Regions from separate parts of the Pan troglodytes genome. Here all the other regions are linked to region 3. Evidence: chromatin contacts called from public Hi-C and HiChIP or PLAC-seq data. All regions are on one chromosome and are shown on one strand. Each heading gives the region's core, a stretch centred on a gene start, on an enhancer-like site or on the middle of the called end of the contact. The rest is flanking DNA. Distances are from core to core; before and after follow the strand shown. Region 1 holds the start of FANCE (FA complementation group E). Region 2 holds the start of RPL10A (ribosomal protein L10a). Region 3 holds the start of DEF6 (DEF6 guanine nucleotide exchange factor).

Region 1 (2,700 bases), core at 90-2,589, 150 kb before region 3:
ATGGTTTCCAGCATAAATTATGGGGGAGGGGTATCCAAGAGGAGTGGAAGGCTGGCCCCACTAGGAGCTGAACATGGCACCTCACCCACTCGTTTTTCTGTGTGTTTTAGTTAACTTTGCTAGTTAAGTGCATTTGTAGATACTGTACTTTTTTTTTTAAACAAAAGTTGTCCTCACAAATAAGCACGTGGCTTAAAAGAATGCCTGCCAAAAAATTGGAGATAATATCAATAACAGAAACACAACCAAATAAAATGGCAGGGCCGACACCTCTGCTCCTAGTAGGAATTCTTCGTCAGCCACAGAGAGGTTAAAAAAAAAGTTCAATGTCATCCAAGAGCCAGAAATTATCAAGAACACTAAAATATGGATTCACAGTTACCATTCTTAGAGAAAGCAATCTTGCCTTAAAGTGAACGTTATGCTTTGAAAAGCAGAGCATACAGCCACCAGGATAGCGGATATGTATTCCACCATCACGTTTTAAATATCTATTTTTGTACTTTAAAATGTACGTATTTTAACACATGTGTACACTTTATACATAAGTATACTTACACTGGACGTGCGAGTCCAGTTTTTTAGAGATGGAAGTACGCGATCAAAAGTGATTTGCCTCCACTTATCATCACTATACTTTACAGCGAACAGAAGGCGTGTGCCTCGAGTTCCCGGATCCTCGATGTCCCGCACACAGCAAGTGCTCAGTGAAGGGTGCCCCTGCTCATAGGGTGCGCGGCAGGCCGTCGCTGAAGGGGCTTATTTCACCTCTGTGTGTGTCGGTCCCCCGACAGCCCCACGCCTCCCATACCTGCTAAGGGGCCGCGGGCGAGGACTTACAGCTCCAGACGGCCGTCAGGCCCCTGCACGACCGGCTCCTCCCGGCACAGGGCCTCGAGCAAGCGACCCCAGTCGAAGGGCTCCCAGCCGCGGCTGCCCAGCGCCCGGAGCACCCCCAGGCCGCGCCGCGCCCCCTCGGGCCCCGCCTGCAGCGCCTGCAGCAGGAGGCGGGCGGGGGCCTCCAGCTGCGCCCAGGGCGCCGGCTCCACGCCCTCAGCCCCAGGGAGCCCCGCGTCCGGTGTCGCCATGCCGGGGCACGGGTGCCGCGCCGCCCCCTACTCTGGTGTGGGGCCTCAGCTCAGAGGCTGAGGGGAACGGAGGACTCCAGCGCCGTCCCTGACGCGGCGGCGGCGGGCCAGCTCCAGCGCCTGTTACAAGCTCTCCTCGGCGTTGGGAGACCGGAGAAGCCCGGCCGCCCGAAGCCGCAGCCGTTCCCGCGCTGTCGGAAAGGGAAGGAGGGAGGCGCGGCCGGGGGCGGAGCCTGAACGTGAGGCCGGCGCGAGGGCAGGTCGCAAGGGGCAGGGCCGGGCACAACTCCAGCCGGAGTAGGTGGGCGGGGCCAAGGCCTGGGGCGTGCCCATGGGAGGGGGCGTGGACAAAACAAGTGGTTAGTTTGTGGGCGGTGTCGGGCCAGGGAGCCTGGAGCGGGGCGGGGGCGGGGGTTGATGGAGGGGTGGATCCGCCGCTGACGACCCCAACCCTCTCCCTTTCTTCATCACTCCCCAAAGTAGTGGAATGGAGTGGATGTCAGGGGTTCTGTTGTGCTAGAGGACCCGCGCTGTATTTAAGCTGACGGCATGTTGCTTGTCATGGACTTCACCATAGAATTTGACCACAATTTACCACCCCACTTAGCTTCATCTCTTCCACAGGCCAAAAGTGCTATCATTTGGGTTTCAGTCCTCTCCAGAAATAGTATTTGATATACAAACATCCCTGAGAATGACATGGTCACAGTAAAACCTAACACTATTAATACGGCCAAAGACTTTCTTCTGAACTTCCTCCCAAAGACCAAGCAGTAACCTTGCTCTGGGTAGTTTATAGGGGGCCAGGTGTGGCTCCACTTCCTAGGGTTCAGTTTAAGGAAGTCCGCTGGAGAACTTGGCTTCCAGCTAAGGGTGAGATCACTGCAAAGCGTAGGAAATAAGCGAGAAGAGCCCCACAGTGCCTCCTAAACCTTGCTTTGGGGGCTAGCGTGTATTTCCCGTCCCAGCTCTGCTGCCACACACAGCCCTTCATTCAGGAAATGTTTACTGAGCACCTAGGGACTGGGGATACTGGGAACAAAACAAAGATCCTGGCCCTCATTGTCACACAACTGGGGAGAGACGGAAAGCTAATTAAACAATGTTTGTGATAAGTGTTCAAAAAGAACGTAACACCGACACACAGCACGAAGTGCTTTTAAATAGGGTGGTCAGGCAAGATGAATGTGAAGATGAGGTTGGCAAGCCAGACAGAAGTCTGTGAGAAGACCATTTCAGTCCTCCCTGTGGAGGGCGGGGGGGCTCTGGGGCAAAAGCATGGCTGGAACGGAGGGCACTTGCTGGATAGTAATAGGAGTTGAGATCAGAGTGGGAACCAGGTCAGATCTTAAAAGGCCTGAGGTCACAGAGAGGACTTGGGCTTTCACTCTGAATAGTATGGAAAGCCATGGGAGTATCTTGAGCTTGATCTGATCTCCATTTGAGCCAAAATGATTTCAAGGGAGATGTCGGGAAAGACTAGTGATATTTCTTAGATAATGGCTGCTTTGCAAATGCCAAAATAGCAAGAAAGAAGTTTCTTCCAGACACCTTCTGTTTCAGGTAAGCAGCTCTAACTTTACAGGGGATGTTTTGGGTCTTCGAATGACAA
Region 2 (2,700 bases), core at 174-2,673, 170 kb before region 3:
CCTCATCAACTGGAATCCTCATAGCAATACAAACATCAAACCACCCCAAAGCTAAAACAGCACTCAGGCAAGCTAGGCAACCACCGCCGATCCTTTGCTATTCTAGGCCCCTCATCATTTAAAAATCGAAAATGGCAGAAAAGCCTTTCTACCGCCCCCACCACACATCTCACATGCAAAACCACAGCGGCCGGACTCACCCAGCTTCTTGACCAGTTTTTTATTCTTGTTGAGTTTTTTCAGCGCCTCGATGTCCATGTGGGGGATATCCACGGCCTTAGCCTCGTCACAGTGCTGCTGGTCCCCCAGGACACACACAGAGAACTTAGGGCGGGGAGTGGACTTAAGCCTGCGTTTTGGGGGACAGCACCAACAGGTTACGCCTAGCCCTGGGTCCCAAGGGCCGGTGAAGGGTCTGGGACCGCAGCAGCCACCGAGCCTTACCCGGAGCGTTCACATTCACCAGCAGCCAGCCTGGCTTCTCAGGCTGGCCGGCGGGCTCGGCCGAGGCCTACCCACGCCTCCCCTCATGTTTTAAGACCCAGGGTGGGGGTCCGTCCAGCCGCGCCTGCCCGGAGCAGGGGGTCTGAACTACCCTAGCACATCAGTACCGACGTGCCCGCCTCCGGCTCAGCGGGAGCCTGCAGAGGAGGGGCAAGCACGGGGGCACTGAGGGCTGGGTGGGATCAGAACGGTGCCAACCTGACGGTGCCCGAGAAGCGCTTGTCCTTCTGGGGGTCATAGTTCTTCAAGCTGATCTGCAACTCCACCGTCTCCAGGAACCTTCGAGAGAGGAGGGGGGTTAAGCACCCGCCGGCCCTCGCCACCCGCGCCGTGCCCCAGGGTCGGCACTCACTTGCGGCGCTTGCGCTGGTTCCCGTGCAGGACTTCCCGCACCGCCTCGTACAGGGTGTCGCGAGAGACTTTGCTGCTGCGGGAGAGAAGCGACAGGGCGCTCAGGGCCGCGGAGTCCACACGCTCGGACTGCCTGGAAGCCTCCGAGGCTCTAGGCTTCGAGACGGGCGGGCGGCCCACGGCGGACTCCCCCGTAGATTCCGGACACCAAGTGGAGCGACGGGAGCTCAGACCCAGACCCAAGCCCCGGTGGAAGAGGGAGGCTCTCAGTGATCGGACCTGGTAGAAAGGGCGACCCGCAGGCCTACCCGCCTTGAGAAATGCCCCGCGGCGAAGGTGGCGCAAGGGTCCGCGGCGAAGGTGGCGCAAGGGTCCGCAGCGCGGCCTACAGGATCCGAACCCTCGGCGGGGCACCTGAAGGCGCGGATGAACGCGGATAGGGCTTTCAGGACCAACTCACCTCATGGCTTCTCACGCCGCGCTAACCGGAAAAGAGACTAGCATGTCTTGCGCATGCGCTCAAATAGTGGCCCTGATCTCGCGATAATGCTTTGCTCCTCTGTCCTACCCGCAGAGCGGTTGGGTGGGCCAACCCCGAGAAGCGCGGCCTTCTCTGGCCGCTGGGGGGCGTCGCTGGGCCGCTAGGCCGGCGCGGTAACCCACAGAGTTGTCGCAGTCCTGAGCGCCCCGCGGTCCCCCGGTAATGTGCCGATTCGCGCCCGCTGCTGCTGGACCCCTAGGGAAGCGGCTGGGTTCGGGGCTCGAGCTTCGGTAGTCACACGTACTGGTACAGCCCAGTGATGTTCACTGACAACGTGGATTCCGGCACGCTTGTCCCTCAAACCCCTCTCCCCTCGCGCCCTCCGCACCAGCTTATGTTCTCAAAAGGAAGCCTGGCCCGACCTCCCTCCCTCAGCACCTTGCTCTAACGTGGACTCGTGGTAAGGGAAGTGTCCGGAAAAGTTCTGTTCCTGTCCTTTCAACGCCTGCAGAGGGGTAGAGCTGGGAAAGTCCTTAAGTGAACTTTCACTTGATAGTTAATTTGATAACATCTACGTTTTAAGTGTGACTGCTATGAATAAGGCGTCTAGCCAGGTGCTACAGGAATACAAGGATGTAAAACAGGCACACAGCACTGCACACCCATAAGGTGTCTTCTCTGCTCTTTCCTCTGTCCAATGGGTCTCATCCTCTTAGCCACAGTAACCCCCAGAGCCCTTCAGATCTCTCCTCGGATTCATCTGCCCAAAACCCTTCCCGAACTCCAGACTGAGTCACTCCCACCTTTAAGATGCCCATTCTCACCTACCCCCCTGCCTGGTGGGGGCAGCTCCTATAGGATGGGGTGGGTGGTATTACACATTATTTGGCCCTCAGAGGGTGAATAAGATACCCTACACCCTTCCCCTCACCAGGAAAAAGATGTTCCTTGTCATTGAGCAGGGAGGTGGAGGGGGTGCGGATGGGCTCAATACCCAGAATTCATGGGAAGGAAGGTACTGCTTCTAATAAGACATTGGCCAGGCGTGGTGGCTCACGCCTGTAATCCCAGCACTTTGGGAGGCAGGCGGATCACCTGAGGTCAGGAGTTTGAGACCAGCCTCGTCTCTACTAAAAATACAAAAATGAGTGGGTCATGATGGCATGCGCCTGTAATCCCAGCTACTCAAGAGGCTGAGGCAGGAGAATCGCTTGAACTGGGGAGGCAGAGGTTGCAGTGAGCCGAGATCATGCCATTGCATTCCAGCCTGGGCGACAGTGCGAGACTCCGACTCAAAAAGAAAAAGACATTATTGAACATGCTTTTATTCAACACCATTGATAAATTATTCAAGTCAGAAACAA
Region 3 (2,700 bases), core at 7-2,506:
GCTGAGGGCCTTGCTTCCTCCCCACTAACTAGGGTAGGGAAGGCAGCACTACTGGAGGACTGGAGGAAGAGAGAAAAACTCCTTGGCCTCCCAGAAATTGTCTAGGCCAGATGATTGACTTCAGGACAATCATTGATTGGGATTTTCCTGGGCTTAGATTCTCCCCCTTCCCTACCTGAGGTCTCAAGGCCTAAGGTAAGTTTCCCAACCTGATATGTGTGGTGGATAGGGGGGTGAGCTGCGTAGCAGTATAATAGGGTCCTCAGTCCTCACCCACTCCGCAGCTCTGTCCCACCTGGGGGGCAGGGTTAGACAGGCCAGACAGGTTTGGGACTGGGGGCGGCCCCTTTATGCCTCTCTCAGCTCCAGAGGAAATGACTGCCAAGCACTGGCTAACTGTTTCTCTTGAAAGTCAGGAGGAAGCAGCAAGAAAGAGCACACTGCGTGCCCAAGCATGACTCTGTGGAGGTGTGTGTGCTCATCACACAGAGTCTGGGATGTGGCCTGGCTCCTGGCCCTCAGAACCCCATAATGGCCCTCAGAACCTCCTGGCCTCCAGTTGTGGGGCCCAGTTCTGCGCAAGGTTTCTGCACACACTCCACTAGGTCTCTGGAGGGTGGGCAGCGGCATCTACCAGGCTACGTTGGCCCAGTTACCCAGGACCAGCCCCCCGACCCCAGGCCCGGGACGCTGGATGGCTGGGTGCCCCTGGAGTGGCACAGTGTCCACACCTGGCTCCCAGGCGGCAGGGGCTGGTGTGGTGCATCTGCCGTCCTCCCCCGGGTCCCGGGTGCCCCTCACCTTGAGCTGGGACTTGGAGACTTTGCCACTCTTCTCCACGTCCAGCGCGGTAAAGGCGTACCAGATGGACTTGAGCAGTTCCTTGCGCAGGGCCATGGCTGAGGCGCCCGCCCGGCTGGGGGCGGCTCTGACACTAAGATCCGGTTTCAGGAAATGCAAACGGCTGCAGAGACCGCAGAGGTGCCGTGGTGGAGCGAGAGCACCACCTGCCTGCACATTGCGTGAGGCTCTGTGCTGTCGAGAACCCTGCCTGTTGTTCTGGCAGTGCTCAGAGGCTCCACTCCCTGCATGGGAACTGGGGACCAACTCTCTGAGAGCGGGAACCCTCGTTCTGTATCCACGTGGCTCCTGGGGCATGTGAGGCCCTTTTAGAAGCCTCCTCAGACCCGGAGGCTTCTGGAGCCTTCCAGGGCTCCCAGAGGCAGCTTGCTGAGGGAAAAAGCAAGCTCCTCCTGATATTGGGGTCAGACAGAGTAAAGGTCCAGTCCTAGTTCAACATAGGAGGCCTTGGGTAAGTTACTTAACCTCCTTGAGCAGTTTCCTCATTTGTAAAGCAGGAAAAATGCCTCCGTGTTGTAAGAATGTCTGAGAATGGACGTAAAGCACATAGTAGGCTCTGGGTAGAGCTTTTGGTGCTACTTAACATTACCATGGTGGTGGGACTCCATCCAAGTGGAAGGAAACAAAGGCAACATCACAAAGCTGGAGAAGGAACTGGGCCAGGGCACCTCTCCAGGTCAGGATGTGGCACTTGACTTGCTGGCTCCCTATCCCCTCAGCACTGGCTCTAAACGGTACTCAGAGCACTGCCCACTCTAGCCCCAGTAGCCCTGAAGACACTGGAAACTTCCTGAAACACATGGGGGTGAGCCTTGTGGTGCACCTCAACTTTAAGGGTCCCAGCAGCAGCAGGCTTGGGATTCAGGGCCCTCCATGTCAGTGCTTCCTTTCTTCAGATCCAGTGTCCAAAAGGACTGGGACACGCCCACACCAGGAATGGTGGTCACAGATGTTGAAGACATCTGCTCAGGCCAATTCTAAGACACCTTCCCCTACCCTCTAAACCAAATAAAAATCCCTCCAAGTAAGGTGCTGGGAATACCTCCTGCCTGGAAGCATGCCCCCGCCCCTCTCTTCCCAAGGAGCTGGTGGCAAGAGTAAATGGGAGCTTTCTAGGCATCCTGGGAGAGGATGCCTGGATCAGAGGAGGGGTTTCCAATCTTAGGAGGCAGGAAGGGGTTGGGGCATATCCATCACAGCAGAGAGAGGAAAAGAGGCACCACCAATCCCTGCAATGTTCCTGTGTAGGCAGAGTCAAACCCAGAGCTTCCTCCCATCAAGTGCCTTCCCCTGTATCCCTTCCTCCCGCTGGAGCTGATCTGGTCTCACCAACTCACTTTTCAGTGGGGTCTGATTGTGGCTTTGAAATCCCACAGCACAGTCCTCGGCACCTAGGTGGGCACCCCCAGAGCTGGGTAATAGAGCCAAGACTTCAGCTCCAGAGGCATCAGACTCTGCTCCTTGAATCTCAGTAACCTTGGCAAAGGTGTCCCCCAGCCTCACTCTAACCTGGGGCTTTGCCCTCTTGGAGAAGCTGACTGTGTGATTTGGGGGTGGCTGGGTTGGAGGGGCTCTGACTACATTTCACAAGAAAAGGCAGGAAAAGAGTTCCCCCAGCTCAATCACATGAGGCCTGAGATTCAGCCAGAGCCTGGAAGCAGCGGTCACCCTGGTCCTGTTTGGCTACCCTGGAGCCCACCTGCTCAGCTGTGGGCAAGAAGCCACCAGCAGCTCCTCAGGGCTTTATCTTATACTGGGCTTCCTTCCCACCTGTGTCCCTGGCAGGCCAGCCCCACCACTCTGGCACCAAGGCTGAGTGGGGTTTGTGCCAGGGAGACA

What was found. Hi-C and Micro-C count contacts between places; a contact is called where the count stands out from the background. HiChIP or PLAC-seq counts read pairs in DNA pulled down with a chosen protein or histone mark.
Region 1: a contact with region 3 is called in a Hi-C map of induced pluripotent stem cells, with 3 times the contacts expected there. The contact joins the promoter of FANCE here to the promoter of DEF6 in region 3. A contact is called at or near these places in 4 of 7 Hi-C or Micro-C datasets (induced pluripotent stem cells, a lymphoblastoid cell line and stem cell-derived neural progenitor cells), 1 of 1 datasets of contacts at active chromatin or transcription factors (stem cell-derived excitatory neurons) and 1 of 1 other capture datasets (stem cell-derived neural stem cells).
Region 2: an H3K4me3 HiChIP or PLAC-seq map of stem cell-derived excitatory neurons shows a contact between it and region 3, with 6 times the contacts expected there. The contact joins the promoter of RPL10A here to the promoter of DEF6 in region 3. A contact is called at or near these places in 1 of 7 Hi-C or Micro-C datasets (induced pluripotent stem cells) and 1 of 1 datasets of contacts at active chromatin or transcription factors (stem cell-derived excitatory neurons).

The regions. Positions count from the first base shown.
Region 1 is chr5:41,322,892-41,325,591 of NHGRI_mPanTro3-v2.0_pri, reverse strand. It overlaps FANCE (FA complementation group E), which reads right to left and starts at 1,339. Exons shown (of 9, transcript XM_016955324.4): 1 at 841-1,339. The coding sequence starts at 1,088.
Region 2 is chr5:41,339,132-41,341,831 of NHGRI_mPanTro3-v2.0_pri, reverse strand. It overlaps RPL10A (ribosomal protein L10a), which reads right to left and starts at 1,423. Exons shown (of 6, transcript XM_009451114.4): 1 at 1,316-1,423; 2 at 857-931; 3 at 703-783; 4 at 201-349. The coding sequence starts at 1,320. It overlaps FANCE (FA complementation group E), which reads right to left. Exons shown (of 9, transcript XM_016955324.4): 9 at 2,646-2,700.
Region 3 is chr5:41,170,965-41,173,664 of NHGRI_mPanTro3-v2.0_pri, reverse strand. DEF6 (DEF6 guanine nucleotide exchange factor) reads right to left here and starts at 1,256. Exons shown (of 11, transcript XM_518424.7): 1 at 802-1,256. The coding sequence starts at 1,158.